Linked DNA regions of Zea mays: region 2 is linked to region 1. A link is a contact called in public Hi-C data. All regions are on one chromosome and are shown on one strand. The core of a region is the stretch at or near the end of the contact, and the rest is flanking DNA. Distances in the headings are between cores, read along the strand shown.

Region 1 (2,937 bases), core at 4-2,503:
ATATGTTATTAGAATAATCACAGATCAGTGTGTATAAAGGGCAATGTGGTCTTCTCTCTGTCATACTAATCTGTCCTAAACTTGCTAGGAATCTATTTATTCAGGGACAAAAGGGAGTATGTGCCATATCCCACAGCAAGCAGCTTTCCCAAGTAGAATAAGAATGAGATGGATAGCATCGGGGACAAACTACGAGTTAAAAAAGATACCAGTTGCCACGCTAAATTATGATCTGCCAATTACACAGTCCCACACAAACTTCAATAAGCAAGGTCCCAGCTAAAGCAATACCAAATGTGCATTGAAATAATGGAGTCTCCGCTTTTAGTTGAAAAAACAATCCAACATCTAAAGTTTTCACCTTTACCCTTATCACAGTGGTATGTCCAATTAGCAACACAGCGAGAATACTGCTACTTACTCCCTCCATCCCAAATGCCAAATCGTTATTCGTTTTAGCTCCTGGCTTTTTACGTCTATATTCAAATGAATGATGATGAATCTAGACTAGACACATATATAAAACATATGCATCAAGTATGAATCCATTAAAAACCCAAAACGAATTTTGATTTGGGACAGAGGATCACTACAGTTCGCCTCTAAGGTAGTCAAGCAAGCAAATTCGTGGAAAAAGCTCACCTCCTCCATCTCACGGAGGATGACGCCGCGCTCCCGCTGGATAGCCCTTTCGGGGAATCGCGGGTGCTGTAGGATGTCGCTGAGGACGTCGAGTGCCGCCGGAACGTGGCGCGCCTGCACGTCGGCAAAAAAGGTGGTCTGCTCGCGGGAGGTATACGCGTTGAGGCGCGCGCCCATGTCCTCGATCTCCACCTCGAGCACCTGCGCGTTGGGCCGGCGCCGTGTGCCCTTGAAGGCCATGTGCTCCAGGAAGTGTGCGGTTCCGTTGGTTCCAGGGAGCTCGAAGCGGCTCCCCGCATCGACCCAGACGCCGACGGAGGCAATCCGTGTGGCGACCGGGTAGGCCTGCGTGACGACGCGGAGGCCTGAGGGGAGCGTAGAGACGCGCGCGGCGGGGAACCGAAGGTAAGGGGAGTGGTCAGGGGTGCGGGGCACCGGCGAGGCGTGGCGGAGGAAGCGGCTGGTGGAGGGCGACGGGGAGACAGCGGTTGTGGACGCGGAGTGGAGGAGGCGGTACAGATAGGGAAGGAGCCGGCGCCTCGAGCGGGCGGCTGAGGCGAGAGCGGCCATGTGTTCGACGGAATCTCTCTACCGTCGCGCCGCCGAACGGGGGAGACGAGGAGGGCTCCGGGTTTTGGTTTGGTTTTTTCTCTACTCTTCTGTTTATTCTTGCGGGCTCGCGGCGGTGGGAGGGCTACCGCCTCCTAGGCCTAGCGATGCCCATTGCCGTCAAGATTTAAAATAATGGCCATATTTGGGACAGCTGCTGCTTGTTGAAAAAGCAGCTTATCTGATAAGCTGGTAAAAAGCAGCTTCTGCTTGTTGGCTGCTTTTAGTTCATTTTGAGAAGCAGCTGAACTGATAAGCTGCTGCAGAAGCTGCCTGTTTGGCAGGACTTCAGCTTAAATTTATGAAGAAGCTGAAAATAAGCTGTGCCAAACAGGGTCAATAGAAGGAAAAAGTTCATTTGTTGAGGGTTTATTTAGCAGCAATATTTCTTAAAAAGATTTACAATTCTATATTTTGTACTTCCTCCGTTCGAAATTGTAATTCGTTTGATTAACCTTAAATTTGACCGGCTCGTCTAAAACAAAAAAATCATAATTATTGCTATTTTTTACTATAATGTTGTCTTCTCTATAATATACTTTAAGTATGGCTTTGTTTTTTTTGTTTTTTCGCAAAATTTTTGAATAGGCGAAGTCAGTCAAACTTGGCAAAAAAAAGTAAAATAAATTATAAATTGAAACAGAGAGAGTAATTATCATAATAATATTGTAGTTTTTGCCAACTCTAAAATTACCATGGTTTTAAAAAACATTGTATGGATACTACATTGTAACTCATGGTATTAGATAAAAGCTAGCCATACCATAAAAGATTTGGGTTAAAGTAGTGTTTCTAATCTAAAGTCTTAACAGACACTCCGGTTTGGAGCCTTCTCCGTGTTCCCGGGCTACGACGCCTCTCGCGTACCGACGCGTGTTGACCCGCGGACGCGAAAATTTACCTCTTTGTTTCTCTCCTTCTCTGCCTCTCTCCGGCCTAGCCTACCTCTCCTTCCCGTCGTTTCCTGCCCACCGCGCCCCTCCAATAGCGTTGTCCCTCGCCCTCGTGCACCCCGTGCTCCTCATCGTCTTCGCCAACGCAGGAACCAGGAAGCTACCCATAGCCAGCCTCGCTTTCTAGCCAAATCCTTCTTCGGACGCTGCTGCGACCTCTGTCGCTTCGTCGCTCTCGCGCCAGCTGACCGCCTCCAGCTCGCTCGAGGTCATCGCGACGGGGAAGAAGGGGCCTTCCCGACCAAATCCTTCTTTGGCACGCCGCTGGCTGCCATCGTGGCCTCTGTCGCGTCGCCACTCCCACGACAATCGGCCGCCTCGAACTCGCTTGAGTTCATCGTAGCGGGGAAGAAGGGGCCTTCCTAGCCAGATCCTTATTTTGACGTGCCGCTGGCCGCCACTGCGACCTAAGTCGCGTCGCCACTCCCGCTAGCTCGAGGTCGTCACAAAGGGGAAGAAGGGGTGCAAAATGAAGACGTGCAAGGTTCTTTCCTGCTAGCTCGCCCTTGGTTCCTGCGAGTCCTTGGTTGTTCGATGTCTTTTGCTGATTCGTGTCTGGTTCGGTTATGTGTGTCGTCACTCGTCATGGCTTTGGTGAAGCGGTTTCGAGTGATAGGGAGGAACAAGATCGTGTGGCGGTGCACCGGGAAGCAACACTTGCTCGCCAAGAAGAACACCAAGCACAAGAAGAGGCTCTCCAAAATGGTATTCTTCTTTCCTCCACTCTTGTGCC
Region 2 (2,885 bases), core at 253-2,752, 160 kb before region 1:
GTACCAGATGGTGGCCAGGCCAAGTGCAGCCCAGCATAATACTGGCCCATGGCATATAGCATATCAGTTACTTGTATGTTACAGGTAGTATGGTTCGGTCACTTGGATTTCCCGGCAAGTTAGTTTCAGTGCCGTGATCAATAATTCACGCTTGTACAGCCTATTCCTACCAGTTATGGGCTGCAGCACACCCATGAAAATGCACACATGTACACTGACAACTCCAACCAATAATGTTACATACACTCTTTTTTTTAATAATGTTTCACTACAAGGCCATATACATGGTGTCATGGTGACAACTTGTAACATTGTGCCATTTATGATGCACACGATCGACGAACTGCAAAATCGGCTGAGATGCCATATCATCACTACGAAATCAGCAAATGAGCAACCAAAACTATGCCCCTCCGCGACCCACTTTCCTCATCCTCTACATTTAATGCCATCATCTACAGCTTACGTGTCCAATGGATGACACACATACGGATATACCATGGTGATCAAACACACACCGGTACACCAAATCGCGCAAATTGATCGTGGAATCCAGACTAAACCTGCAAGCGATTGCTTGTAAACAACGATCCACTGATCAAACAGCGATGGTACGGATCCCGCACGAAAATTTAAAAAATCCGGCGACAACGGACGCGGGGGATGGCCAGTGCCCTTCCCCTGGGCCTCCAGCCCACCGCACCTACGCGCCACGACGGCCCACCATCGCCTCGCCCTCGCGCACGGACACGGTGCACATAAACCGCAACAGCAGGAGACCGTGAATTCCGAGGCACTCACAGGTGGAGGCGCCGACGGCCTACGGGCGGTGCTCCGGGGCCCGCGGCGGGCGGACCGACGCTTCCGGGTGACCCGCTGCGGCAAGACGTCGCCGGACGAAGAGGAGGTGGAGGCCGGGGAGGTGCGGCGCTTGGTAATGCCGGCCATGCCGGTAGAACGACGACGAGCGGAGAAGGAAGGAAGGGAGGAGGTAGCGGCGGCGGCGGCAGCGGCAGCGGCGGCTAGGGTTGGAGAGGGCGAGGCTTTTATAGCCGGATGGGGGCGGGCGGGCGGAGACGCGGAGGCGGGGGCGCGCGGTGACAAGTGTCGGGCGGGCTCTGAAATGGGTGCAAAGTGGGGGAGGCAACGCCAACGCCCCCCGTCGGGGGCGATGCCGAGGGCGCGCAGGCGCGGCCAACCGCGCGCGCGCGAGGTGGCAAGCGCCGGGTGGGAGGCGCGGGCTGGCATGCATGCGCTTCAGCTTTCAGCCTCCGCGCATCGGGATTCCCTGCGGGCGCCGAGACAAATAGCCCGCCTGTTTCTGTTTTGAACTCAGCCCCCAGCCCCGGATGCTGCCTGCGCCCTGGTTTCCCGGGGTCGCCCGCCGCCCACTGCTGGCTGCTTGGGCTCGGGACTTGGTGGTGGTTCGATTGGACGGATGGCTGGGTTTCACTGCCGCACCGAGCCCCGGCCCCGGCCCCCGGCACCGCGCGCTCTGTGGCGATTCACTGGTAAAGGCTGCGGTGAAGCTTAAAAGTTGGGGTTCGCCAAAAATAGCAGCTCTGCCTCTCCTGCTCCTCGACTCCGGCTTGCTAACTTGGGACTTCCATTTCCGGGTCTTGAAAGGACTCAAACACCGCGGCCAGTGCTTTGTGGAGGTGCAAGTACAAGGAAGTACGTCCAGCATTCTGTCGTCTTCGGCACTGGCAACATTGCCAGCACTGCATCGGTTCAGAATACCTGCACTTAACTGCCATATACAACGTTCAGTGGCCAATCTAGCTAACAATAATATTATTAGAGTCATTGGAAGCAGCTTCATTATAGGATACAATATTTTTAAAATTTTAACAGTGTTTTACTAAGACCCTGTTTGTTTCTTTCTAAATTATATAAGTTGAATTATGGCGTAAAAGTAGAAGAGTAAAATATCACTTTGAAACACAGATAAGCTGAAATAAACTACCCAATACTAACTTATTTGTGATTATAAAATAATATTTTACCCTACTATCCATCCACAATAATCCAACTTATATAATCTATAAGATAAACAAATACACCTTAAAGGTTAGTTTGGAAACCCTTTTTTAAGAGATTTCTATTTTCTTATAAAAAATTAAAATAAGAAAATAAAGTTTCCAAACTAGATCTAAGTAGTTTGGAAACCTTATTTTTTTCAAGAGATTTTCATTTAAAAAATTAGTTCATTTTTTTAAAAAATAAAAATCTCTCGAAAAAATAAGGTTTCTAAACTAGCTCTAAAGGATTCACAAATCGCTGACCCTGATAAACCCTCTAGATTCGTCAGTGACAACGCTGTGTACAGATTCATGGAGATGGAGTCGACATTCTAATAATAATAAAAATAAAAAAGAACTCGAATATCAAGCATACTGCTGAAATACGATCGATCGATTTGTACGTTTCGACGTGCGTTTCCTCTACACCGGGATCATGGACTGCTCGGGTTATTTATAGCTAGCAGTCTCAAAAGACGAGTCATCCACTGTTTCATCAGCGCAAGCGCAAGCATACGTTTGCTTCCTTATCGCCACGTATTCTGCTCTTCTGGAATCTGGAGGGAGTACTACAGTATCGGGAACGATTTCGTTCGTGACAGTCACTAAGGTAGCGTTTGCTTCCTAAGCCAATTGGATAGGACGGCTCTGTTTATTGAAGCTCCGTTTTTAAGAAGTCAAATGGTTCAACATTTAAACATATTTTTTTTGTTTTTAGAATCACTCTATCATATGTGGAATCAATCCAAACAACAACAATTTGAGAGCGGAGCAGTTCAGTTCCACCATACTTAGGAACCAAATGCTACCTAAGTTAGTGTTGGTTCTAAAGCATGGAGCGGCTTCAGCGGCTCTGTCCGAGAA

Evidence for each region. Hi-C and Micro-C count contacts between places; a contact is called where the count stands out from the background.
Region 2: a Hi-C map of leaf shows a contact between it and region 1, with 2.9 times the contacts expected there. The contact joins the promoter of LOC103636228 here to the promoter of LOC100279289 in region 1. A contact is called at or near these places in 2 of 25 Hi-C or Micro-C datasets (leaf and tassel).

The regions. Positions count from the first base shown.
Region 1 is chr8:158,565,036-158,567,972 of Zm-B73-REFERENCE-NAM-5.0, reverse strand. It overlaps LOC100279289, which reads right to left and starts at 1,253. Exons shown (of 9, transcript NM_001152310.1): 1 at 643-1,253. The coding sequence starts at 1,212.
Region 2 is chr8:158,725,392-158,728,276 of Zm-B73-REFERENCE-NAM-5.0, reverse strand. It overlaps LOC103636228 (B3 domain-containing protein LFL1), which reads right to left and starts at 1,502. Exons shown (of 7, transcript XM_008658583.3): 1 at 802-1,502. The coding sequence starts at 1,248.